Regions from separate parts of the Sus scrofa genome. Here all the other regions are linked to region 1. The links are chromatin contacts, called in public HiChIP or PLAC-seq maps. All regions are on one chromosome and are shown on one strand. The core of a region is the stretch at or near the end of the contact, and the rest is flanking DNA. Distances in the headings are between cores, read along the strand shown.

Evidence for each region. HiChIP or PLAC-seq counts read pairs in DNA pulled down with a chosen protein or histone mark.
Region 2: an H3K27ac HiChIP or PLAC-seq map of alveolar macrophages shows a contact between it and region 1. The contact joins the promoter of MED19 here to the promoter of LOC110259265 in region 1. A contact is called at or near these places in 1 of 5 promoter capture datasets (liver) and 1 of 2 datasets of contacts at active chromatin or transcription factors (alveolar macrophages).
Region 3: an H3K27ac HiChIP or PLAC-seq map of skeletal muscle shows a contact between it and region 1. The contact joins the promoter of ZDHHC5 here to the promoter of LOC110259265 in region 1. A contact is called at or near these places in 1 of 5 promoter capture datasets (liver) and 2 of 2 datasets of contacts at active chromatin or transcription factors (alveolar macrophages and skeletal muscle).
Region 4: an H3K27ac HiChIP or PLAC-seq map of alveolar macrophages shows a contact between it and region 1. The contact joins the promoter of UBE2L6 here to the promoter of LOC110259265 in region 1. A contact is called at or near these places in 2 of 2 datasets of contacts at active chromatin or transcription factors (alveolar macrophages and skeletal muscle).

What each region holds. Positions count from the first base shown.
Region 1 is chr2:13,626,926-13,633,559 of Sscrofa11.1, forward strand. LOC110259265 (182 kDa tankyrase-1-binding protein-like) reads left to right here and starts at 3,306. Exons shown (of 5, transcript XM_021083047.1): 1 at 3,306-3,469; 2 at 6,342-6,449. The coding sequence starts at 6,356. SSRP1 (FACT complex subunit SSRP1) reads left to right here. Exons shown (of 17, transcript XM_003353864.4): 14 at 142-312; 15 at 466-554; 16 at 1,367-1,553; 17 at 1,809-2,308. The coding sequence ends at 1,880.
Region 2 is chr2:13,238,963-13,245,596 of Sscrofa11.1, forward strand. MED19 (mediator of RNA polymerase II transcription subunit 19) reads left to right here and starts at 2,349. Exons shown (of 5, transcript XM_003122715.5): 1 at 2,349-2,745. The coding sequence starts at 2,478. TMX2 (thioredoxin-related transmembrane protein 2) reads right to left here and starts at 2,308. Exons shown (of 8, transcript XM_005660896.3): 1 at 1,885-2,308. The coding sequence starts at 2,073.
Region 3 is chr2:13,274,117-13,280,750 of Sscrofa11.1, forward strand. ZDHHC5 (palmitoyltransferase ZDHHC5) reads right to left here and starts at 2,401. Exons shown (of 12, transcript XM_021083028.1): 1 at 2,293-2,401.
Region 4 is chr2:13,350,311-13,356,944 of Sscrofa11.1, forward strand. It overlaps UBE2L6 (ubiquitin conjugating enzyme E2 L6), which reads left to right and starts at 3,778. Exons shown (of 4, transcript NM_001246215.1): 1 at 3,778-3,804. The coding sequence starts at 3,778.

The DNA.
Region 1 (6,634 bases), core at 2,056-4,555:
GGGAAGCTCTCAGTCTGGCTTGGTGCTGTTTAGGCTTTTTTCCATTTTATCCCCTTAAGCAGACGATCCAAATAATTTATTTGGGAGAATGCAAGGGTTTGTGGGAAATAGATGGCTGAAGCCATTTGGGTTCCTCTGCAGGTGAAGAAGGGCAAAGATCCCAATGCCCCCAAGAGGCCCATGTCTGCCTACATGCTGTGGCTCAATGCCAGCCGAGAGAAGATCAAGTCAGACCACCCAGGCATCAGTATCACGGATCTTTCCAAGAAGGCAGGCGAGATCTGGAAGGGAATGTCCAAAGAGAAGAAAGAGGTGAGTGGCAGCAGACATGAGGAGTGGTGAACTTTGTAACTGATAAAAGGGGCAGTGAGTGATAGGCCATTGGTGGAGCTTTTCTCCATTTTTTGCCTGATTCAGGGAAGAGGTCTCATTTTTCTTTCTTTTTTCTCTGTGTGTGTGTGACAGGAGTGGGATCGCAAGGCTGAGGATGCCAGGAGGGAATATGAAAAAGCCATGAAAGAATATGAGGGAGGCCGGGGTGAATCTTCTAAGAGGTGAGTGTTGGGGCCAAAATGGCCTAGTTCACTGCTTTTTTTGGCAGGTATTTTTGCAGGTCCAGGTTGAGAACTGGGGTGTTAAAAATAATAGATGTGCTTCTGACTGCAGTCGGGCGGTGCTTCACAAATCTGGTAGGCAGTTGTCCAGGTGTGGGTAATGTGCTAGAGAATTTTTGAAGTCACATGGATATATATGGCTCATTTTCCTAAGAGGGTGAGTTTTATTTGAAGGTATGGGAAATTAAAAATTATTATGGAGTATAATTCATAAGCATTTTTATTTTTTATTCATTTTTTGTTTTTTGTCTCTTTAGGGCCTCACCTGTTACATGTGGAGGTTCGCAGGCTAGGGGTCGAGAATCAAAGCTACAGCTGCCAGCCTACACCACAGCCACAGCAACGCAGGATCCAAGCCGCATCTGCGACCTACACTGCAGTTCACGGCAACACCAGATCCTTAACCCACAGCGAGGCCAGGGATGGAACCTGCGTCCTCATGGATACTAGTCGGGTTTGTTAACCACTGAGCCACGACAGGAACTCTCACAGGCATTTTTAAAGACAAAGTCAGCAACATTAAGTACGTTTTGTATGTGGGCTGCTTCACGCTGGAGCCCCTGATTCTTTTAGTTCTTCATTTATGATGCGCTCCCTGGGGGCACTTGGGGCTGACATGCCTGGCTGGCTGTTTTCACTGAGCTGGTCAGTGTGGCTGGGATTGGGAAAGGCTCGTTCCAGCCAGGAGAGGTTTGGCTTTGATGATGGGGGGAACCGGAGGGCCCAGCCCCTTTTCCCTTTTGCTAATGTAGGGATAAGTCAAAGAAGAAGAAAAAAGTCAAGGTAAAGATGGAGAAGAAATCAACGCCCTCCAGGGGCTCGTCATCCAAGTCTTCATCACGGCAGCTGAGTGAGAGCTTTAAGAGCAAAGAGTTTGTGTCCAGTGACGAGAGCTCCTCAGGAGAGAACAAGAGCAAGAAGAAGAGACGGCGGAGCGAGGTGCGGCCGGAGTTTGGGGGCTGAGGGTCTGGAAGGATGAGGGGCATCTGAACCGGTGGTGGGGCAGTTCTTTCTGGACTGGGGGTTGTGGTTGGTCTGTAAGAATAATGAGGGGGCATGGCTCGACCGAACGCTGCTTCTGAAGGCTAGTGTTGGAGTTAAGGCAGGGGGGAGAGGTGGGGGCTCTTCACCACAGTGGTTGGGGACACCTGGATTCGCACTGTACTTTGCTCCTAAGGGAACTTTGGTTTTCAGGACTCTGAAGAAGAGGACCTAGCCAGTACTCCCCCCAGCTCCGAGGACTCGGGGTCAGCATCTGATGAGTAGAGAGGAGGAAGATTCTCTCTCCTTGGCCTTGCCCGGTCATACCCCAGTCTCCCCACCCGCGTTCTGGTACCAGTTTCTCCTCATGTGAAATACAGTCCTTCGATTCTGTGCCATCTGAACAAGCTCCTGCCAGGATGCACTTCATGGGGGCAGCAGGGGAGACGTCTTACTCTGCTGCCTCGCAAGGATGGCTCTTTATAATTTGGGGAGAGATCGGGTGGGAGGCAGGGCAGTACAGGATCCAAATCCTTGTCCTACTTTCCTGACCTTTGGAAACTAGCTGCTGCTTGTCCTGTTCAAGTTGCTGCAAGCAGGGGTCATGTGAGGTCAGGCCTGAAGCTCCTAACTGGGGCTTATTTCTACTTTTATTTTGTATTTCTGGTCTGTGAAAAGCAACATTTAATAAAGGGAACTGACTTTGGAAACCATGTTCTTTTGCCTTCTCTCTAGCCCTGTTGTATCATCCCCACTTTTCTTTGTGTTTACTGCTCTCTCTTTTGACCCTTCAGCTGGGAAGCAAGTCTGCAGGTACATCCTGTTCTGTTCTCGGCTCAACAAGCATTGGTTTTCACTCTCTTCTGCCGGGATGGGCCACCTGAGAGTCCAGAAATGAGAGCTGATCTCATTAGAAAGTCGCTCTCACAGTTACACTCCATTAGCCAAGCTGAGGGGCGGCAGGACCGGCTCCATCCTTAATCACCTATGAGTCAAGGGTCTACCAAGGCTTCAGATAATGGAATCAGGATTGACCAGCTTCCCTGCAGACGTGGGAATGGAAACCTGAGCCTGGAGAATTGGGGAGGATGAGTGTGTGTGTGTGTGTGTGTGTGTGTGTGTGTATGTGTGTGTCGTGGGAGTGGTTGGGGTGTAGTCTGAGGGTGTGTGGGAAAGAATGGAGTATGTGTGCGGCTTTTCTTACTGGAGGAAAGGGGTATGCCGCATTTTTAAGTTAGGAATTTATATCTGGGAATGGGGCATGACAGGAGGTAAATGAAAATGAGCAAGGAAAACAGCTTCCAGTCATCCCCGTGGTTCTAAACCTGGAATTATACACGTGGAGTGGCCACGTTGCGGAGGCTCTCAGGTGTTTTGCCACAGGAAGCCTTTCCAGTCCGCCAACGGTTACCTTCTTTCTAACCGTGACTCTATGGTGCTGCAATCAGTACAAGGAGGCTGGGCCTGAGGATTGGGCAGTCCTAAAGCAGTCTCCTCTCTAGGCAGTCGTCTCGGTTGCCATTTTGCCCAAGCGCTCTTTAGCTGTTGAATTGCGTCAGTTTCGCCGGGGTCTGAGCCTGGGGCGGGCCCCTCATTTGCAAGGTTCATGAATAATTGAGTACCTGGGCTGCGCCTATTTGCATACGATCTGGCGAGTTCTGCGGGCTCTATCCACTCCTAGTTTTCACCGGCTCATGGATATTCATGAGGCGCCTTGGGGGCGTGGGCGTGGGTGGAGCTAGGGGCGGGGCCCCGCCAAGGCTCGCACTGGCTTGGTCCCGCGGTGACGGCGGCAGCAGCGGCGGTAGCGGCGGCTGAGACTGGCATCGGGGCACCGAGCCGGAGCCGAGCGGAGCCGGATCCCGGGGGAGCGCGTGAGTGCGCGGGGGCGGGCAGGAGGGTGAAGGAGGGGGCGGGGTTCGGGAGAGGTGGCGGCGGGGAAAGGCATGGAAGGAGTGGGCGCTTTCCAGTCGGGACCTCGGTTGAGATGGAAAGGGGGATCACTAGGAAAGTTTGCAGGGGCCGGGGGGCGCGTGGGAGGCGGGGGACACAGGGGAGCTGGAGCGTGTGCGCGGGGGCAGAGGGTGCACGGTCTGGCGCTCGTGCTGGCCGAGCCAGAAGAAAGGGGGGAGGGGGCGAGGGCTTGAGGCGGAGCCGGGGGCGGGCGGAGCTACTTGAGGGACCCCCGCCCTCTCTTTTCCCGGGGCCTGGCTAGCCCCCTCCCCCGGCTCCCTCGGCACGCCCCCAGCCACCCCAGTCCGCCCCCACCCAGTCCGCGTCGCCAGTCTGTTCGCCGCTGCTTCACATCCCGCGCACAGGTCCTCCGCTTCTGCCGCCACCGCCTCCTCCTCCACCCTGTTCCTCCTCCTCTCCGGCTGCTGCCGGCCCCTCTGTGTCCAGAGCTCCCCACTGGGCCCCTCCAAACGGCCCCTCGCCCCGGGCTGTTCCGTCTTCCCGTTGGCCCTCCCTCTTCCAGCAGTTCACAGGCTGTCCCTGCCGACCTCTCTGGCCCCAGATCCGCTGGAGATCCCAGGGTCCATAGGGGTGACCCCGCCTTCGGCGATGCTTCTCTGGGCCTCTGCCCCGGGGCTCGAGCTGCCTGGCCTCCCCCACTGCCCTTCTGGAGGCCTGTGCTCCCGGGGGTCAGCTAGTCTCCTCCTGACTGCTGAAGGTGGGGAGTGCTCAGAGCTGCTGTGAGTTTACAGCCCTTGGCTCTGGCCTTGGTCACCTGGGTTTCCGGGCTGGGGCCTCTGGGCTGCCGCGACCCCCTCTTCCTTTGGGGAAGGCTAACCCTGCTTCCTTGCTGCCGCGGGTCACACCGCTGAGGTGCCCATTAGGACCCCAGCTGAAAGGGTGTCTTGGTTTTGGACCAATTTGTCTCCATTTCTCACCACCCACACCATGTCCCTGGTAACATGTTCAAGGACAAGGAAACAGTCTCGTGTTTTATTTTATTTTATTTTATTTTTTCTGTCATGTGCCTCTCCTCCGTGCCCACTTGGACAGGCTCTGCAGGGTTACCCACCCACCCACAGGGAGCATCCTGCTCTGGGGGATTGACCCCCATGGGTTTCTCTCTACCCCTTCCCTGTCCCCTCCCATTTTCAAAACAAGCTGAGGCAGGGTCAGAAGTGAGAGGCAGGTGGGTTTTGCAAAGCTTGGGCACTTGAGGTCCCTTCTTGGGATTTGGTGCTCTCTTCCATACCAGCTGGAGTGGGGTGACTTTGGGGAAGGCGGTTCCCACTGCCAGGGGGCACGCGCGGGGGGTGTGTGCCTTGGGGGGGGGTTGGTGCTTCAGGAACCAGGACAGGAACTGAGAAGGTGGTGGAGTGTCTGAAGAACAGGTGATATGACTGGGGCCTGTGGGAGAGAAGGTATGGTCTGGAATGCTGGGAAGAGGAGGTGGTTACCAAGGCTGTTGGCTCATTGGTGACACTGAGTGGAATCACACCAATAGTGGCCAACATTTACTGGGCATTTACGTGTGAGTTAGGCATTGTGCTCAGCAGTTACGTGCATCCTCTCATATAAAGCTTCTTAATAGTCTCAGCAACTGCATCGTTCACATGGGGAAACTGAGGCTTAAAGCGGTAACAACATGCTTAAGGTCACAGAGCTGGAAAGCGGTAGATCCACCCAGCATTTGAATCCTGGTCTAGCAGATCCGAAGCTCCTGTTACCGGCGTCTCAGGAGGGGCACCCATTTGGCTCCTAACATAGGGCTGTGTCGCTTGGTTTACAATTTCTCCTTCAGCCTCCCTGCAGACCCCTCAGGTCAAGCCTAGGCTGGTGAGTGATGCCCACAGATCACCTTTTCATAGGCTGTGGCTCTTCCCACTGTGGCTGTCCTAGGAGGAGGAACCCCAGGGAGTTCTCCCCCAAGCCACCCCGCCCCCCGGATGTTCTCAAGCCCTGTCCCATTCTCCCAGCCCGGCCCAGGCCCGGGCCGGCTCCTCCTTCCTCTTGGCGAGGCCTTGGAAATCCAGTGGGAGGCCATTGCTATGGCAACAGGACTAGGCCCTGACTTTACCTCATCAAATTCCAAGCTGAAGCCAAAGCGATTGAGAAATTAAAGAAAAAAATGTATTCCAGATGTTTACTTTTGATTCCTTATTTTTCCGTGTTTGGATGAGACAGCTCTGAGGGAGGCGGGAGTGGGGCAAGGATATGGAAGGAGGAGGGGGAGAGAAGGGGGAGACGGAACCACTCCCAGCTGCAGGAGGGAGGGAGAGAAGGAGGGGGAGCAGGAAGGGGGAGGCAGGCAGGCTGGCAGGCAGTGGGGCGGAGCCCCAGGTTGGGGAGGAGCGGGTTTTTTCCCGTCTCCCATGAGGTGATTCACGGAGACACTTCAGACTTTGTGGACCTCTTGCTCGGCCCCTGCGTAGATACCTCGAGGGGGGCCACCGGACCCAAGGGGGGCCTTGGGAGTGGTGAGTGGGGTGCCTTAGAGAGCTGGCCGGAGGAGGGAGCAGTGGGTGGCTCCCTGAAGCTCCAGGACTTTAGGGTTAGGAGGCAGGAGCTGGAGAGTGGTCTGGGAAGAGTGGGGGATGTGGCTGCCAGGGGCCTTCCTTGACCTCCTCCAACCCCCTCCTGAGTTCCCTCTTCCTGTCCCACACTTTTCCTCTGCCAGACTTCCCTCGCTGAGCCTACTGCCAACGCCCAGCCCTTTTACTCTCTCTCTCTCTCTCTCTCTCTTCCTGGGTCTTCAGCCACCCCAGCTCACACCCCTTCCCGATTCCCATGCAGGTCTGCTGCATGTGATGAAAGTGTCTGCTCTCAGGGAAGGCACAGCCATGGCTTCCCCACCGCCCCGGGAGACGGAGGAGGAGCTGGGATCTGCTGGCTCTGAGCCAGGTACCTATGGGTGCAGGGTGGAGCGGGGTGGCTGGGAGGCGGGTGGGAGTGGCCAAGGTGGGAGTGGCTGAGGCTTGGCCCCCTACTCTGTCTTGGGCAGCTGATGACTCTGTTAGGGTGGGCGTGAAGGCAGAAGGAGGACTGAGGATGTGTGGGATGAGTTTGAAAGGTTCTCAGCTCCTGTT
Region 2 (6,634 bases), core at 1,099-3,598, 390 kb before region 1:
CCACCAAGACACAACAGGAACTCCAGAGTGCTACATAATCTTTAAATGCTATCACTCTTTCTGTATTACTTCAAATTCTTCTAGTAGGAAATTAACATTCCCTTATCAACTATTTATTACTCTGACAGTGTATAGAGGAAAAGCAAAGTGCTTGATTATTTCTTTTATTTAATAAAATAGAAATGAACTTTTATTCTGTTTAGCCACTGAAATTTTTTTTTTTCCTTTTTTTTTTTTCAGTGCTGCAGCCTCAGGATGTGGAAGTTCCTAGACTTGGGGTCGAGTTGGAGCTACAGCTACTGGCCTACATCACAGTCACAGCAACGTAGGATCTGAGCCACATCTGTGACCTACAACACAGCTCATGGCAATGCTGGATCCCCGACCCACTGAACAAGACCAGGGATTGAACCTGAATCTTCATGGATACTAGTTGGATTGCTTCCATTGCTCCACAACAGGAACTCCCTCTTTTTTTCTTTTTCTTCCACCCACAGCATATGGAAGTTCCTGGACCAGGGATCGAACCCGTACTTCCAAGGAACTGCAGTTGGATTCTCAACCCACCGCACCATGGTGGGAACTCCAAGCCACTGAAATTTTGAGGTTTACCTGTTATTGCTAAGATTATTTACCTTAATATTCTAACTTCCAAATCACCAAGGAAATAGTAAAAGATTTTTTCCAGGAAAACAAACACTAGCTATAAACTCTAAATAGTTAAAGGTCCCTACTTAATAGGTTCTTTTGGAGTTCCTGTCATGGCACAGTGGAAACGAATCTGACTAGTACCCATGAGGATCCGGGTTCAATCCCTGGCCTCGCTCAGTGGGTCAGGGATCTGCCATTGCCTTGAGCTGTGGTGTAGATCTGAGACAGAGCTTGGATCCCACGTTGCTATGGCTGTGGCATAGGCTGTAGCTCTGATCTGACCCTAGCCTGGGAACCTCCATACCCCGCAGGTTCGCCCCCCTGCCCCCCAAATGGATCTTTTGAAGCACCACAGCTATACATGAGCTACTTAATAACACTGGGAAAGAACGGCGGAAGTACGAAAAAGTAAACAAGGGAAGGAGAATAAAAGTAAGGAAGTAAGTTCTGTCAAAAGTCAAGACTCATTCTGGGACCTGGAAAAAAAAAAAGACAAAAACTCAGGAAGGCCCTCCTTCCTCGTAACACAGATTCAGCTATACAGAAGGGGGCACAGAACTTCATCTTATTTTTCTGAGTGGTCCTTCCACTTCTACTTAGGAAGTACTGCAAGAGAGTTCAGATTGATTTCTTTACAATGAATTTTTTTTACAATTCCATTTCAATAGGCCTAAAACTTTATTCATTTTTACATTCTCAGGATGCAGCACAGTGCCTAGCATACAGTCCTCCCTCTGCAGTTGTTAACTGAATTAAAATGACTGATGGTGCTGCTGCTTTGGCCAGAAGAGTGGTTTCAAGTCCCAGCCACTCACTAGTTGTGTGACCTTGGACAAGTCTCCTAACTACGCCGAGATCAATTTCTTCATCAGTGAAACGAGATTACTACTACTTGCCTTGTTTACCTCACTGATTCCTCAAGAGGCTTTACATAACGAGAGCAGCACTGTAAAACAGTGCAGATGCCTCGTTTGGGTAGGTACGAATTGTGAGACGGAAAGGACCTTGGACTCAGGAGTCAGAAGACCCCGGCAGGCTAACTCGCTGTATTCCCATCTTAAACGTGAAGAGGTTTACACTCGACGACCGCCCAGGCTCTAGATTCTTAATAGCTTAAGTCCGCTACAGGTTGGGAACCTCAGGTGTTCTCAAACAGGTGAACCTCGCATCTCGTAGATGCAACCTAGGACAGGGTGTCAAGGTCGCGGGGTCCTAAGGCGGGGGGTCGCTCACCCAGTCAAAGTCACACGGGTTGCCGTCTTCGCGTTGCGTGGGGAGATTGTAGCAGACAGGGGGCAGCTTCCTCACGAGTAGGAAGGCAGCAGAGAGGAGGGCTGACAGAAGGTAGTAAGGTCGGGCCAGCCATCGTGATAGTCGAGGTATCGAATAAATAAGAGCAATTAAAGGCGCGAGAACCGCCATCTTCCCGGCTCTAGCGGCGCCAGCCGCTCCACGGAGTCCGTGAGCCTGGTCCCGCCTCTCCCATCATTGTGCTTCCATTGGGCCTAGTCTCGGATGCACCGCCTCTAGATCCGGAAGCAGATCTCTGACTGGCTTCTGCGTCAGGTTAAAAATGGAGAAAGGGCTTTGATATTTTATTGGCTAATCTAGCTGTCTTTTTTTCCACCTAAATCGTTTTATTGGACATATGCGACTGCGGCAAGTAGGAGATACAGGAGAATTTAAATAAAGTTAAATAGTACTTCCGGAACGTTCTCAGAAGGCGACGGAAGTAGTTGCAGGAAGAAGGTAGGAAGGGCCCGAGGCAACCCAATGGTGAGAGGCTCCTGAAAGAGGAGGGCGGTACTCTGTGAAAAGATTGACCAATGAACGTCACCAACGCCAGACACCGAGACAGCGCCGGGGCGGAGGAGGCGATGGAGAATTTCACGGCGCTGTTCGGAGCTCAGGCTGACCCACCACCGCCCCCGACCGCACTTGGCTTCGGACCTGGAAAACCTCCACCCCCACCGCCTCCTCCTCCGGGCGGGGGGCCGGGCCCCGCCCCGCCCTCTACCGCGGCCACAGCCGCTCCCGGCTCCGACAAGTCAGCGGCCGGTTGTGGCCCCTTCTACCTAATGCGGGAACTGCCGGGTGAGTACAAGGCCTGGTCAAAGCCAGCCAATCAGATCATAGCGAGGAGAGGCGGGGCGTGGCTCTCAGCCTTCCGACTGGGGTGAGGGGTAACCTAGGCAACGCGTGGCGCGATTTCGGAACACTATACTAGAAGAGGTTCTGAGGATTCACAACCGAAAGAATGATTGGAATTGGGATGGATTAGGGGTGGGAAGAGAGTGGATCTCCCTGACCACCTTTCACGCCCGATCCTGCCCCTGACGCTGGTTTTTGACTCCCTAAAGATTATCCTAGCTTTGAGTTTGGTATTTGAGGGTCCTGATTTAACATCCCTGCGGACCCAGTTCCAGATCTGCTTCAAACTTCCTGTTGGTTTGGGACATGTTGTCTTTCTTCCTCTGGGCCTCGGGGTTTCAAAATGTGTTCGAAGAAGTGATTAGAATTAAACCAGGTTCTTTCATTCAAAAAATTATTTTGTTGCGCACCCACTCTGTGTACCAAGCACTCTTCCAATTGCTGAAGATACAGCTGTGAACAAAACTGACAAGATCCTTGCCTGTTTGGGAGTTTACCTGCCAGTGGAGGAGTCAAAGAGTGATAAACAGATATCTGCGGATAAACAGATAGTATCAGATAGTGGTTATGGCTACAAGGGGGAAATGTGATAAAGAATTGAGGGGGCAGAACTGCTTTAGCTAGAGTGATCAGGAGAGCCCTTTCTGAGTAGATAACATTAGAGCTAAAATATAAGCACAAAGGAAGAGCTAGCCATTTATGAGTGGGAGGAGAGAGAACTCTAGATACAAAAAATGAGATTAGAAGGCCCAATGTGAGAATAACCTTGAATATTTGAGGGACAGAAAACCACTTGCACTCCGGGGAAGTGAACAGGGAAAGAGCGATAGGAGATGAAGGTGGGAGAGTAGGCAGAGGCCTCTATAAGACATTTTAAGTTCAGGGGGAACCATTTTGACACAAGAGTCTGAAGTGATCTAACTTCTAACTTATTTGCTTATTTTCAATCATTCGAGCAGCTCTATTAAGGAAGCAAAGTGGGGGAGTTCCCGTCATAGCACAGCAGAAATGAATCCGACTAGGAAGCATGAGGTTGTGGGTTTGATCCCTAGCCTCACTCAGTGGGTTAAGGATCCAGTGTTGTCCTGTGCTGTGGTGTAGGTTGCAGACGCAGCACAGCTCTAGCATTGCTGTGGCTCTGGTGTAGGCCGGCACCTGTAGCTCTGATTTGACCCTTAGCCTGGGAACCTCCATATGCCTTGGGTGCTGCCCTTAAAAAAAAAGAAGAAAAGTGGGAAAATTGGTCAGAAGTTACAGCTTAGTAGTTCAGGAAAGAGATGATAGTTTGAACTAGGAAATAGCAGTAGAGGAGAGAAGTAAATGGATGCCAAATAAATGTTAGAGGTAGAACTGACAGGAATGCAGGATTGAAAATAGAATTGAAGGACAGAGGAATTGAGGGCAGTTTGGAAATGTTTGGCTTGAATAATTAGGTGGATGGTAGTGCTAAGATCAGGAAAGGACAGGTTTGAGGAGATGGATATCAAGTCATTTTGGACATGTTAAGTCTCCAGGATGACATTTAGTTCATCCCAAGTCCTACTGCTACATCAAGAGCTGAAGGAGGGGAGTTCCTGTCACGGCTCAGAGGAAACGAATCTGACTGGTATCCATGAGGACACAGGTTCGATCCCTGGCCTTGCTCAATGGGTTAAGGATCCGGCGTTGCTGTGGCTGTGATTGTAGGCCAGTGGCTACAGCTCCCATTCAACCCCTAGCCTAGGAACTTACATATGCCACAAATGCAGCCCTAAGAGAGTAAAGATTTAAAAAAAAAAAAAAAAAGAGCTGAAGAAGGAGTTCCTACTGTGGCCTAGCCAGTTAAGGATCTGGCATTGCCACAGCTGTAGCAATAGGTTGCAGCTTCGGCTTGGATTCGATTCCTGGCCTTAGAACTTCCTTGTACCATGGGTATGGCCCAAAAATATCTGAGGGAAATGATTTGTTACAGACCTTGAAATTCACAGTGCAGTTAGATATGTTTTAGTGTTTAATACTTACAATAGCCCCTTGAAATAGGCATTGTTATCTGCTTTTTAAAGCTGAAAAACTAAAGCATAGAGAGGTTGACTTGACTTTAGTTAGTGATTGATGTCTACCAGCAGTTTATTTAACCTTAACTTATTTTGATTGTACCTATTTACATTAATCACTTGAATATCTGTTCTGGGCAAATCCTGGGTATAAAGGAGACATATGATGAGAAGAGGAGAGAGATGAGTAAGCCTGGTCCTTGTATTTTTTTTTTTTTTTTTTTTTGTCTTTTTTTGCTATTTCTTGGGCGGCTCCCACAGCATATGGAGGTTCCCAGGCCAGGAGTCCAATCGGAGCTGTAGCCAGAGCCACAGCAACGCAGGATCCGAGCCGCATCTGCAACCTACACCACAGCTCACGGCAATGCCAGATCGTTAACCCACTGAGCAAGGGCAGGGACCGAACCCGCAACCTCATGGTTCCTAGTCGGATTCGTTAACCACTGCGCCACTACGGGAACTCCTGGTCCTTGTTTTTGAGCAAATAATTTTACCTAAGACTTCAAAGTGTATGGTTTAAGAATAAAGTAGTGATTATTCTTTCTTTCTTTCTTTCTTTCTTTTTTTTTTTGTCTTTTGTCCTTTTAGGGCTGCATCGGAGGCATGTGGAGGTTCCCAGGCTAGGGCTCTAATCAGACCTGTTGCTGCTGGCCTAGGCCAGAGCCACAGCAATGCCATATCTGAGCCACATCTTCGACCTACACTACAGCTCATGGCAGTGCCGGATCCTTAACCCACTGAGCAAGGCCAAGGATCAAACCCTCAACCTCGTGGTTCCTAGTCAGATTTGTTTCCGCTGCACCATGACGGGAACTCTGTGATTATTACTTCTTGTCAGAGCCAATGTCATTATTTTCTGGTCATGCCTCACAAACTACTAAGAACCACATGACTACATGATGGTTTTCAAAATGTGTTCCGTCTTATTCAAAATGACAGCAAGAATAAGCTGTCACTTTAGCTGGACTTTGAAGACTTCAGATTGTTTAAGAAAATTAAGAATTTTCCTAGAATTAGGTCAATCTTCCTAAAAGAAATTTTCTAAAAGGAAACAATATGAGGGGTGTTTTGTTTTGTTTAGTTTTGCTTCAGGAGATGATGGATACCCATTTCAGTGGATCAGAAATTTTGCATGGGAGAATAGTGTTGGTTAGGCCTCAAAGCTAAGTTACAGTAAGATGTGTTTAACCATGGGTCCCAGTTAAAGGAGTTTGAGCTTTTTGCCGAGGGAATAGGAAACCATTGAGATTTTTGAACTGAGTACTGCTTCTAAAGATATCTGGAGGAGTTCCCATCGTGGCTCAGTGGTTAACGAATCTGACTGGGAACCATAGGTTGCGGGTTCGATCCCTGCCCTTGCTCAGCGGGTTAAGGATCTGGCGTTGCCGTGAGCTGTGGTGCAGGTTGCAGATGCGGCTCGGATCCCGAGTTGCTGTGGCTCTGGCGTAGGCCGGTGGCTATAGCTCCGATTCGACCCCTAGCCTAGGAACCTCCATATGCCGAAGGAGTGGCCCCAGAAAAGGCAAAAAGACAAAAAAAAAAAAAAAAAAAAAAAGATATCTGGAGAATGTGGGTGCCATAAATTAAAATAGGGGAACCAAGAGTGAGGTGGAAGTTTAAAAATTTTTTGGAATCTGCAGTGAATTAACTAAGAGAATACTGGAACGCAAGATTAGTTTTCAGGAGCGGAGTTACTATAAATCATACTCATAGAAGTGATGTTCAGAACAGAAAGTTGGATGGATCCTTAAAGAATTTAGAGAAAGCACAGAGTGCTTTCTCAAGGCTTAGCTGCCCTC
Region 3 (6,634 bases), core at 1,151-3,650, 350 kb before region 1:
CAGGCAGTACTATTAAAAATAAACTTTACCCTTAAAACTCCAAGATTAGAGAAGGAAAATGGCACTGCTTGTATTTTATCATTTAGACACCACATATTATTTCAGATTATATTTTCTGACAGGAAAAAAGTCACATGGGCTACTATTGCCATAGTAATTCAGAGCCACAAAAGGCCATGCAACTTGGGGAGTACAATACAAGGAAACAAGAGAGATCAGCATCTGAGATGTTTAAGGTATGTATGTTAGAAGTGACAAGACAAAACCTAGGACTTTATTGGGTGTAATAAAGATGCATCAGCTCTCAGCAGAAGGATGTACTGTGGGTAGTAGGAATGAGACCGCAGGGTGACTGTGGCTCATCAGAGCCAGTAGTCTGGATCCATACCAGTAGAAAAAGGTGCACAAGAATGTGTATGTCACATTCGGGCATAGAGCAATCTATGGATTGGAAATATGTATATATATATATATATATATATATATATAAAACAAATTACAAAGGTTGGGTTTGAGGGCTTTAACAAAGGTTTAATACAAGTACCTCCTTAAAGGGGTGAATAGGTATGGCAGCAAGACTGACAGCACAAGTATTGCTTGTTGAAATAAAGAAGTATAATAGTATAAGTCTTAATACAAAGTAACCAAGGTATCATGGAATAACCCACATGTCAAAATACTGGCTGAAGAGTCAAACAGAAGTTTAATATGGGTGTTATTACATACGGGGCGGCGGGGGTGGGTGGGTAGTAAAGTACATGGCAATATAAATCTTGTAAGCATTAGGTGGGTTTAAAGAATGGGTGATAAACATTCTGAAGAGATTTAACCCAGTACAGAGAAATACTGGGATAAAACGATAGGGATGCGAATAAGGTCAACCTAGACAAGATGGCATTAACCAGGAAGTGAAAAATCCAAGGCAGAAAAATGATCTAGAGTATAACATGTATCTAATCCTACACCTCCTTTCGTAACTTTAAGTCTCTTACTTCTCATTTCAATGTTTTCATTCGGCCAAGTGGGTAAAACGCTTTCTACCTCCCTATCTCACAAGAGATTCCTATAGGTAAAATAATGTCAAACACATTCGAGTTCCACTTGTAAAAAGTACAGAGTACTAAAAGCATGGAGCTCCCGCTGGTGGGGGTAGGGGAGGAAGCGGACGGATGCAAGAGAACAGGTAACAGGATGAGGCTTGAGCCAAAATAAGTATCAGCAGAGTGGGGTGAAGGACCTAAAAAGCAGGGAGGGAATGGCACCCAATCCCTACCCCGGAGCGGGGGTATCGAGAATCACGGTAAGGGGCAGGGATGGCCGAGACAGGGAAGACCGCATCCGCGGCGGCAGGGCCCATTGGAGCCGCGGGAGACTACAGAGCCCCGGGTCGCAGAGCCGGGGGCGGGAGGGGCGGCGGCTGGGCGCCAGGCGCGTAGGGACCGGGGTCCCCAGCTGGGACCCGGCGACCCGGCACTAACCGGTTCTGAGCCCCGGCAGCCGTGGATCCCCGGCCTCTACTCGTCGTCCGTTTCCGGGGCCCACGGGTCCCGCCGCAGTTGGATGACCCGGCCCGGAGGAGGAATGGGGCCTCAAACCACCTCCCCCTCTTGGGTCCCCCTTCCCTAGAGGTCACTCTCCCCTCCCACCTTCCTGGCCCGACACTTCCGGTTCCGTAGGGGCCGGTGTCCCCGGTACTCACCCCCGGCGCTGTTCCCGTCACCGCTACCGTCGTAGTCGCCGCCGCCTCCCGGTAGTGCCGTCCGGCCTCTGAGAGGCAGCGCGCGGCCGCCGCACGCTCCACGCCCGCCCTGCTCAGCGCGCCCCCGCTCAGCGACGCTCGCCTTCGAGTCAGCGCGCGGCCGTTGCCCTCAGAGCCGGGTCTCGAGCCCTCCCAGCGTTCCCATTGGCTCCCTGTCCCGGGCGCGCGCGACGTCTCGCGCAGGGCACGTTCCTCTCATTCATGCGGCTCGCGCCGCCGCGCCCGCCCCCGCTCACTCTCCCATTCACCCATAGCCCCCACCCCGACGCAGCTCTAGGGCGTGCGCGCGCACGCCGGCGACCGCGGCGACCTCGCGGTCTGATTGGCTGCAAGAGCACAGCGCCGTACCACGCGAGAAAACGAGAACGCGCGCGCAAGGGCCTTCGACCAGCAGAGATGGGTGGGCGTACTGCGCAGTAGTCGGAAAAGGGGAAATGGCGGGGCCACTCTTCCCTTTTTCTGCTTCCTGCTTTGTGCCCCTCCCGTATCGAAGCAGGAAAACTCAGACGTGAAAAATAATTAAATGTGCGTACCGAGAGTACTCAAAAGCAAGTAGTTACCCTTCCAAATTCGCCAAACCCCCTCCAGTAAGTGTGGTACGCTCCAGACAGGCTTCTGGAGTAACCAATCACCCACAGGCCCCGGCGTCTTCCGGCTTCAGCTTCTTCAGTCATTGGCCAACAGTTTGCCCACTAATTGGCCCTCTCCCTTTTTTCTTTTTTCTCTTTCTTTTTTTTTTTTTGATGGCGAAAACTTTATTTAAAACAATTTTGATGGAGCATTCATTAGACCGGCGAGTTCCCTAGTACCAGCAGAATCTCAGGATAATGGAAAGGTCTGGCTTATGGCTTCCGCACGGAGGGGCCTCCCGGAGTGAAGAGTCTGTGGGGAGCGAAGCTCCTGCCGAAGGCCTAGGAGGAAGAGGAAGGAGAGCGAGCGCGAGCTTTGGAACCATAGTGCCAACCGTGGAAGAGGAACACAGGACGCGCGCTGAGGCAGTCGCAACCCCCCGGAGTGGGAGCTGACTCTTGGCTTCGCCTGATTCCCTTAGCGTTTCACTGCAGCCCCTGAGCTGGGTGCCGACATGTAACCTCGCCCAATCCGGGAAATACAGGCAGGAAGGAAAAGATTCTCTAGAAGCTCCTGTCTCTGGAGCTGCTGGCCAACGCTACATAGATCACAGCGCCACATCTTGTCCTAATTAGCCCTACAACGTTGTGAACCCAAGAGCAAGGCCTGGTGTTCTCATTTAGCTCAAGGCCATTTCTTTTTTGAAAGCTGCCCTGGCTATTACGTAATAGTCTTTCAAAAGTGTTCCACCAGCCACTTCACTGAAGCCAAGATTCCTCACCTGTAAAGTGTGATTCTAAATCCTGCGGTCTGTCCTGGTCTTTGGTGTCAAATGTTGCTAGTTTAAAATATGCTCTGAGCACTAGGCGGCATGGGAAAGATCTGCCTTCTTTTCTGAGGTCTAATCTAGTTCTTTCTCTGACATGGCTTATGTAACAGGTTCTATTACATGCTTGCTAAGTGCCTCAATCTACCATTTGTTGCTGCATGCTTCAGAGTTTTGTTTTGTTGTTGTTTGTTTGTTTTAATGGCGGCACCCGCAGCATATGGTAGTTCCGGGGCCAGGGATGGAATAGGAGCCGCAGCTGCGACCTTCTCTACATATCCATAACCCACTGCACCAGGCTGGGGATGAAACTTGCTCTGCCACAGAGACAAGTCGAGTCCTTGGTGGGAACTCCTGCATAGCTCTTTTAATGACAGTGTGTATTTAAAAAATGAAATCTTGGAGTTCCTGTCATGGCTAAGTAGTTAACGAATCTGACTAGTATCCATGAGGTTGCAGGTTGGATCCCTGGCCTCGCTCAGTGGGTGGGGTATCCGGCATTGCTGTGAGCTGTGGTGTAGGTTGCAGGCTCCACTGGAATTCTGCGTGGGCTGTGGCTGTGGGGCAGGCCGGCAGGCAGCTACAGCTCCGATTTGGCCCCTAGCCTGTGAACCTCCATATGCTGCAGGTGGAGCCTTAAAAAGCAAAAAATATTAATAAACTAAAAAATGAAATATTTAAAAACTTTAGACCTTATAAAAGGTAAAGTTAAAGTATTATTGGAAATACAATATTTGTTTCATTTAGAGAGGCTTTTTTAGCTGCAAGTTAGGTTAATTTATATCCTTAGAAATTAAATTTCTTTTTTTTTGCTTTTTTTGTTGTATTGAAATACAGTTGATTTACAAGGTTGTGATAATTCCTGCTGTACGACAAAGTGATTGAGTTCTGTGTGCTATACAGCAGGTAAAATTCATTTTTCTATTTTATGCTTTTCTTGATTTTTTTTTTTTTTTTTTTTGCTTTTTATGGCCCCACATGCGGCATATGGAAGTTCCCAGGCTAGGGATCGAATTGGAGCTGCAGCCACTGGCCTACGCCAGAGCCACAGCAACTCGAGATGTGAGCCTCATCTGCAATCTACACCACAGCTCACGGCATTATGCTGGATCCTTAACCCACTGAGAAAGACCGGGGATCGAATCCGAAACTTCATGGTTCCTAGTCGGATTCATTAACCACTGAGCCACAACGGAAACTCCCTGGGTCATCTTGTTGTGCGGTAGGAAACTGATAGAACACTGTAAATCAACTATAATGGAAAAAATAAAAAATTACTATAAAAAAAAGAATCATGCAAAATATTTCCCTGAAAGGATGTTTAATAGAACGTAAGGTTTAAATTGCCAGCCACTTCTGAAAAGTATTGCACAGTAAAATCTAGGCTAAAACAATAGGATATCCAGACCACCAAACTTAAAATGAACTACCTTGCTATGTATATCAAGTAGTACCATATAGTTTTCTCTAGTGTAGTTTATCTATACTTCTTCAAATCTGCTCCACTTGCAATTCATGTCTATAGATAGCAAACCACAGGGTCATTTTTATTTAGTTCAACTCACTGGTAAGTAAACCGGCAGTCAAGAACAAAATGCTACCCTTGGATTTAAGCAAAGAGAAGAATGCCCTTTCAGCCCCAAAACCACCAATGACCCAGTTTGTTTGGGGGTTTTTGTCTTTTTTTTTTTTTTTGCCTTTTCTGCAGCCACTCCCATGGCATATGGAGGTTCCCAGGCTAGGGGTTGAATTGGAGCTGTAGCCGCCGGCCTATGCCAGAGCCACAGCATCGTGGGATCTGAGCTGCATCTGCAACCTACACCACAGTTCACGGCAACGCCGGACCCTTAACCCACTGAGCAAGGCCAGGGTTCAAACCCGCAACCTCATGGTTCCTAGTCAGATTCGCTAACCACTGTGCCACAACGGAAACTCCCCTGTTTGTGTTTAAATGCTGCCTTCCCTCTTGTCCTTGTGAAATGTCTTTGTGTTAAGGGACAGTATCTCCCCTTGTGCTCTGGATCCTATACCCTTCACTACTGCATTTTCCTCTGAATTTTATCTTTGATATTTTATTTAAAAAATTAAAAAAAAAAAAAACAGGAAAAAAAGGAGTGTCAAGAACACACCCATACCCATTATTAAATTTTCTCCCTGTAGAATTCTGTTGATATGCTAAAAGGCATCCTCTCTAAAAACCTAACAAACTGTCCCTTCACCCCATACTCCTACCCTACTTCCTTTCTTAGCAAAGCTTCTTGAAAGTTATCTACAGTTATCTCTACTTCCCAGTTAATATTTTCTCCTCAATATGTTTCAATAGGACTTTCATCCCCACCACTTCAAGACAATACTCTTCAAGGTCAACACCAACTTCTGTGCTTCCAGATCATGTCAGGCCTCCTTTGCTAGCTCCCATTATGTTTTACTGCTTATGTTTGGAGTACCCTGAAAGTCTGTCTTCTGCCTCCTTTTGATTTCCATTTACACAGTCCCTAAGTGACTTTATCCAATACCATTGCTTTAAATTTCCTCTAATAAGCCAAAGTCTCTCATGAACCTTCAACTCTTAACTTTTCCCAACCCTCCTGATTCAATTTCCAACTGTCTGAGTGGCACCCCCCCCCCCATGGATGACTACTAGCTCAAACTTAACATTGCTCAAATAGAACTTTTTTCTTTCTTTTTCTTTTTTTTTTTTTAGGGCCATACCCACAGCATATGGAGGTTCCCAGGCTAGGGGTTGAATCAGAGCTGTAGCTGCCGGCCTACACCACAGCCACGGCAACGCAGGATTCTTAACCCACTGAGTGAGACCAGGGATGAAACCCGAAACCTCATGATTCCTAGTTGGGTTCGTTTCCACTGCGCCACGGGAACTCCCCAAGTAGAACTTCTGCTGTTCCCTTTCCCCTCCCAGTTTCCCCAATCTTGGATCCAGTGTGGTAGCTCAAATAAACACTGTAAGCATCACCTTTGATTTCATTTGCTTTTCTTCACCACTCCCATCAGCAAGTTCTATCCATTTTACCTCTAAAACATCCCAAGGCAATCTACTCACCAACTCTACCCCTGCTGCCCTCTTCTAATTCATTCTCACATTGAAGATACCACAAAATCCCCCTAGCTTGTGTCCTTCTCTTGCCTCTATAATCTATTTTCCCCACAGCAGCCAATTTTCAATGTAAATTTAATCGTGCTATTCCTGTTTAACCACCCTCTATAGTCTGAATTTTTGTGCCCTTTCCCCCACCCCCCACCCCGCCACACACATGCTGAAATCCTAACTCCCAAAGGTGACAACAATGGTATTAGGAGATGAGACCTAATGCTAAGGTCATGAATGTAGAGCCTTCGTGAATGGGATTCGTGCCTTTATGAAAGAGACTCCAGAGAGCTCCCTTGCCCCTTTTACTGTGTGAGCATACAGTTGAAACAGGCAATCTACAACTTGGAAAAGAACCCTTATTGGAACATGC
Region 4 (6,634 bases), core at 2,528-5,027, 280 kb before region 1:
TTGTGTCCTCTGATCAGGATCTCGTTACCTGGGTGACAGGAGTCAGGCCTCAGGCCTTTTGAAGAAGCCCCTTAGTCAGAATGCTAATTTACTCTTCTTCAAAGCTCCCTCATTTCTTTATTATTATTTTTTTAACAAGAGCTGCTGTCTGGATTTAAAGGGATTTTGTCCTTTGTCGGTCTTTCTTTTTTTTTCTTTTCAATGAATTTTATTATATTTAGAGTTGTACAGTCAGCATCACAACCTACTTTTACTGTTGGCCTTTATGAACAATTTTTTGTTTGTTCGTTTTCTGTTTTTGCTGTTTAGCTTTTAGGGCCACACCTGCGGCATATGTAATTTCCCAGGCTAGGGGTTGAATCAGAGCTACAGCTGCTGGGCTAGGGGCCCTAAAAAGCACCCCCTCCCCCCAAAAATGTTTAGCCTAACAAATCTGACTAGTAATCATGAGGACTCGGGTTTGATCCCTGACCTTGCTCAGTGGGTTAACGATCCGGCGTTGCTGTGAGCTGTGGTGTAGGTCACAGACACTGCTCGGATCTGGTGTTGCTGTGGTTATGAGGTAGGCTGGCGGCTGCAGCTCCAAGTCAACCCCTAGCCAGAGAACTTCCATATGTCATGGGTGTGCCCCTCCCCAAAGAAGATAGTGTTGCCATTGGGAACAAGCTCAGATATTTCTGTTCCTCCAACCCAGCACATTCACTCCTGGGCTCACTGGACATGCTTTTAATATTTTATTACTATAACTATCATGAATTGTCCAAATATTAGCTCGTTACTCCTCACAGCCACTATTATTAGCCCCATTTTACAGATGAGGAAATGGAGGCACAGACAGGGGAAGTAACTTGCCAAGGTTATTCAGCCAAGGATAGTGGAGATGGGATTCCATCCAGATGATTTCTATCTTGGACTTAACAATTTTCAGCCTTCCTCCAATTCTGTGAAATTAGCCTCCCAGGGGTCTTGGGGAGCAGGTGGCCAGACTGCACTGGGGGGCAGATGTGGGACTAGAATCCAGGTCCAACGGGGCTCGCTTGGGCACGTGAAGGTCTGTCTCATGTACGGACTTGAAGGCCACGCATATGGGTCTTTCTACTGCCTGGGGGTTTCAGCTCCATCCCAGGATGGGGAGCCTGGGCTAAATCCAAGACCCCGAATTCACTTCGGGGACAGAGTCTTTCTGTGAGAGAAAGGAAGGAGAACCCCAGAGTGATGGGCAGACTTTGCTCCATGTTATGGAACCTCTTTCAGTTTTCATCTTCACAGCCACGGCACCTTCATTCATGCTGTTCTCTCTTCTTGGAACATCCTCATCCCAAATTCTTACTCTAGCTAACTGAGCATGCCTTGCAATTCACCTGGATCAACACACCTCTTTCAGGAAGTCTCTGCCCCTCTCTAAGGCTGGATCAAGTGACCCCCCCCTTCCAGGCTCCCACGCAATCAGTTGACTGCCTCTAGCCTAAAGCTTACTACTCTGCATTAAAAATGCATGGAGGGGCTTCATTCTTTCTCTCTGTCCTGACATTTCGAGAGCTTTCTCAAGTGAAAGGACCCCACATTTTCTTTCTAGGGCTGCACCTGCAGCCTGTGGGAGTTCCCAGGCTAAGGGTTCAATTGGAGCTACAGCTGTGGGCCTAAGCCACAGCCACAGCAATGCCAGATATGTACCTCACCTCTGACCTACACCACAGCTCACGGCAATGCCGGATCCTTAACCTACTGCGAGAAGCCAGGGATCAAACCCGTGTCCTCGTGGATACCAGTTGGGTTCTTAATTCGCTGAGCCACATTGGGAACTCCAAGGACCCCATCTCCTTATGCTGGTGTTTTCTAGAGTCAGTTCCTGGCACTCAGTAGTAAATGTTTATTAACTGAGATGAATGACTAGAGGTGGGTTCAAATGCCTCCGTTCCTTCATCTCTATCTACCTTTTTTTTTTTCTCCCTACCTTATGGGATTGTGGATAGTGTTCTATTCATTTCTGGCATATAGAAGATGCCCATTAAAGCTCATTGAATTGAATTAAACAGAATTAATCTTTCTGCAAATACATCCCACATCTGAGAGGAGAAATAGTTTGGTTCCAAGGCGCTTAGCTTAAAACCTGAAGGAGATGGAGTTCCCCTCCTGGCTCAGCAGAAACAAATCTGACCAGTATCCATGACGACACAGGTTTGATCCTGGCCTTGCTCAGTGGGTTAAGGATGTGGTGTTGCCGAGAGCTGTGGTGCAGGTTGCATACACGGCTTGGATCTGGTGTGGCTGTGGGTGTGGCTTAGGCCAGCAACTGTAGGTTTTTTTTTTTTTTTTTTTTTTTTTTTTTTTTTTTTTTTTTTTTTTTTTTTTTTTTCGGCATATGAGTTCCAGGCTAGGGTGAATCGGAGCTGTAGCCACGCCTACGCAGCCCAGCAACGCGGATCCGAGCCGCTCTGCCCCCACGCTCCGCCGCGGTCCTTCCACGGCGGCGGGTCGAACCCCCTGGCCTAGCGACGTCCCCCACTACCCACGACCCCCCACGCCCTGTAGTCCATTTGATAGCTTCGACCTCATATGCCGTGGGTGCGGCTCTAAAAAAGCAAAAAAACAAAAACAAAACAAACTTCCTAAACTGTGCTCAAAACTCAAAATACCTGCACAAAATATTTTCTGATTTCCTTCGTCTGGATTGAAAGGGATGGGGAAGATGGGTTCAGTTTCCCCAGAGTCTCCTTATTACCAGAGATTCTTCTCCAGATGCTGCTAGGGCTCAGGGGCTGCTATTCCTAGGCGGCCTCAGCTTCCTCCAGGGGAAAGTGTTTCTGCCCTTACACAGAGGGGTGGAGACTCTTGGTTGTGTACTGGGGCACACAGTAGGCCCGCAATTTGTAGTGGACTGATGGTAAAATAATGGAAGCCTCTGAAGTCCATCTTGGGGTCCCCACTACCCAACTGTCTCCCAAACCTCCACAGAGCAGGCACTTAAACATTAAACCTACCAAAGCCCTAAAGCAAGTGAATGGGTCCAACAGCGCCCCCTTGCGGTGCTTTTCACCAAGCGGTCACTTGGGAGGAACATCTTTGCAGTTCCGCCGCCGAATGCTGGGCAGCACAAAGGAACACAAGCCTCCAGGGGAGGGGTCCTTGAAAAGGCTATAGTCCACGCCGTCTCCCACCAATTTTTAGAGATGGAGCATTGGGCCCAGAGTGGTTTGGGGAAGTGGTTTGCACAGGGGGGCTCCTGGAATTCGCGAGAGGCTTAGGGCGGCGGTCAGACGGTGGAGGCCCCCGAGCAACCTGTCGCGGAGCTGCGTTTGCATAGCACGCATCCTGTATTTTCTTAGGGCGAGTGTGTGTTCGGGGCGGCTGCGGCGACTGGGCTAACGGAGCTGATGGAGACCCCGGCTTGGCCTCCGGCGGAGGAGCTGAAATTAGAACCCGGATGGGCGGACCCCGGCCCGGGAGCACTCGCGGCCGGGTGCACGGCGCCCCCCAGTGGTATGCCGGGAACCGGAACGCCGCGCGCTCCCAGGCCCGCCTTGTCTGCCGACAAAAGAGCTAGAGTTCCGGGGATCCGAGCCCACCGCGCCGGGGACGGGGCGGGTCCTCCCCTCCGTGGCCTCCTAGGCTCTGCCGAGGCGGTGGGAAGCAGGGCCGCCCAGCCCGGAGTCCCCGCGGGTGGAGAGGAGCGTGGGCGGGGCTCCCGGAGGTGGGGTCCCCGGGGCGGGGAGCGCCGAGTCCGCCGGCCGGTGCACAGTCTCGCTGGAGTCCGACAGAGCCCACACTGGTCCCGAGATGACGGCGAGCAAGCGGGTGGCAAAGGTAACCGCGTGTAGAATGACCCTTTCTCAAGGCTCCCCTCGCCTTGCTAGTCCCTCTTCCCTGCATCCCTCCCTTAGCAGTGCGAGCGCGTTTGTTTGTCTGGGTACCAGGGATGGCTGAATCCCTGCCATCTCCGCTCCCACCCCAGAGGAAGAGGGATCTTCGAGAGGGGCCAGAGCTGGAGTTTGGGGGGGTGAGGGCATATCGAGCGGGGGTGTCGCTGGCTCCCTGAGCTGTGCTGGGGATGGGAATGAGCCCCCCCCCCCATTGGTTTCAGTTTCATTTCTTCTCCCAGAAACTTGTGATAACAATTGCGTGCGTCTCAGGTGCGGGGAGGCTTCGTTGGCTTCTTCTTGGAGACAGGCCCTCAGCTGGAGGTGGTGGCGGGTGCGTTTTGAGCAGAGATAACCAGGACAAGGTTCTTGTCCTGGCGTAGCCCATGGCCTGCCCTATAATTTGGTACCTACGTTAGAGTCCCGAGAAGTATGAGATGCTGAATAGGAGGCAGGAGCAAAGTTCTCAGACTGTTCTGGGAAAGAAAAGATGCTAGGGCGATGTCCTGGGGTAGGTGACGGTGTGTTTATTTGTTCTGCAAATGTTATTGAACCTCCTCTGTGCTGGCTCCTGTTTTGGAGGCAGAGATGAACCAAAATCCTGCCCTCACTGAGCTTTCATTCCAACCAGGGATGCCATTTGAAGTGACCTCTGGAAGGATGGAGAGGGGACAGTTTCCCCCATGAGTGGGAAAAACCCAGGTTGTGGCTGGGATTGGAGACAGTTTGAGAAGGTTAGAGCAGTTCTGGTGAGGTGGGTCTGATACCCCCTCAAGCTTTGAGTCTCCTGGAAATTCCCCTCCTATGTACAGAGCAGGGGGCAGGCTTGAGGTGGGTGATTGAGCCTCTGAGAAGATCTCAGATAGGGCATTCAAAGCAGGCTCAGCACAGAGGGACTGAAATCTGGAGATTGGCAGCAAAATGGGCCAGAGGGTCTTTCCAGCCAAATGGGAAAGAATGAGGAGCCAGTATTTATTGCACTGGCACTGTTAAATGAGTGCCAGGCAGCTTACATTAGTTATTCCAGCTCATTCCCACAGCATCCCTGTGAGCTAAGTCATATATCCCCATTTTCCAGATAAGGAAGCTGAGGCTTGGAGAGAATAACTTGGCTCTCCTGGGTCACCCCATAGAGATCGAGGGAGGGACCTTGGACTGGAGCCCTGGTTGGTGGAGCTCCAACCCACAGGTTCCTTCACTGGTTCTTCTACTTTCGTTTTCTATTCTTCTGAGTCAGATGATTTCCTAACAGACCTCAGGACAGAGGCGTGTGTCCTAGCTTGGGTTTCAACATTCCCAGGCTTTGGGAAAGTCTGAACAGAACTCATATAAAACAGATCAAGTCCAAGGGCTTCCAGTTCTAGTGAAGCTGGGAAACTGACCATTTCAGAGCTTCTCTGTTTAACCTGGGGGTTCATTCTTGCTCAGGAGTCACAAGTGATACTGGAACTAGGACTTGTAGTAGAGATGCTTCTAGTTTGGGATAGAAGATGAAGAAAGGGTCATAGATTCCAAGCAGAAGGTGCAAAATGCAGTTTGTTGGCGTGAACAGAGTTGGCGTATGGACTGAAAGATAAGAAACAGGGATAAGGGGGTGTTTGTATGTTGGGGAGGGGCAGAGAAGTTTAGATGGTGCACATGTGAGAAGACCCCTCCCCCACTGTGAACGAACTGGCTTGGGGGACCTTTCTCTCTGCCTTTGTTTACGTCAGAATTTTGCAGCCTTGTCAGTACTCACATTTGGGGCTGGATAATTTTTTTTTTTTTGGTCTAAGGGCTGCACTCACAGCACATGGAGGTTCCCAGGCTAAGGGTCACATCGGAGCTGTAGCCCCTAGCCTACACCACAGCCACAGCCATGCCAGATCCGAGCTGCATCAGCGGGCTACACCACAGCTCGTGGCAATGCCGGATCCTTAACCCACTGAGGGAGGCCAGGGACTGAAGCTGCGTCCTCGTGGATGCTAGTCAGACTCGTTTCTGCTGAGCTATGACAGGAACTCCTGCAGTTGGATTCTTAACCCACTGCGCCACAGCAGCAAGTCCCCATTTCTCCGTTTGTGACAGCCAAAAATGGTTCTAGACATTGTCAGACCTCTGGGGTGGGGGGTGGGGGGTAAAGGAATCCCCTAGTTGAGAACCACTGTTTTCCACCTGTTTGGTGGTCCAGAAAAATGTGACCTTTTTATTTGTTGTTGTTGAGTTTTTTTTTTTTTTCCCTGAGGTCTATTGCAGAGGGGAGAGGAAAGGGGGGGGGCGGGCAACATAGGGATAGAGGAGTAAGAGATACAAACTCTTAGGTATAAAATAAGCTACAAGGAGATATTATACAACACAGGGAATATAGCCAATATGTTATAACTATAAATGGGGTGTAACCTTTAAAAATTGTGCATCTTACAGTGTAACTTATATCATACAGCAACTACACTTCAATTTTAAACATTTTTTATAAAGAAAAATATAAATATTTGTGTCTTTTTAGGGCTGCACCAGCAGCATATGGAAATTCCCAAGCCAGGGGTGGAATTGGAGCTGTAGCTGCCAGCCTACACCACAGCCATAGAAATGCGGGATCCCAGCCGTGTCTGTGACCTACACCACAGCTCACAGCAATGCTGGATCCTTAACCTGCTGAGCAAGCCAGGGATCGAACCGGCATCCTCATGGGTACTATCAGGTGTGTTACCACTGAGCCACGATGGGAACTCCAAGAAAATATATTTTTAAAGTCTGTTGGCGAGGAGTTCCTGTTGTGGCTCAGTGGTTAACAAATC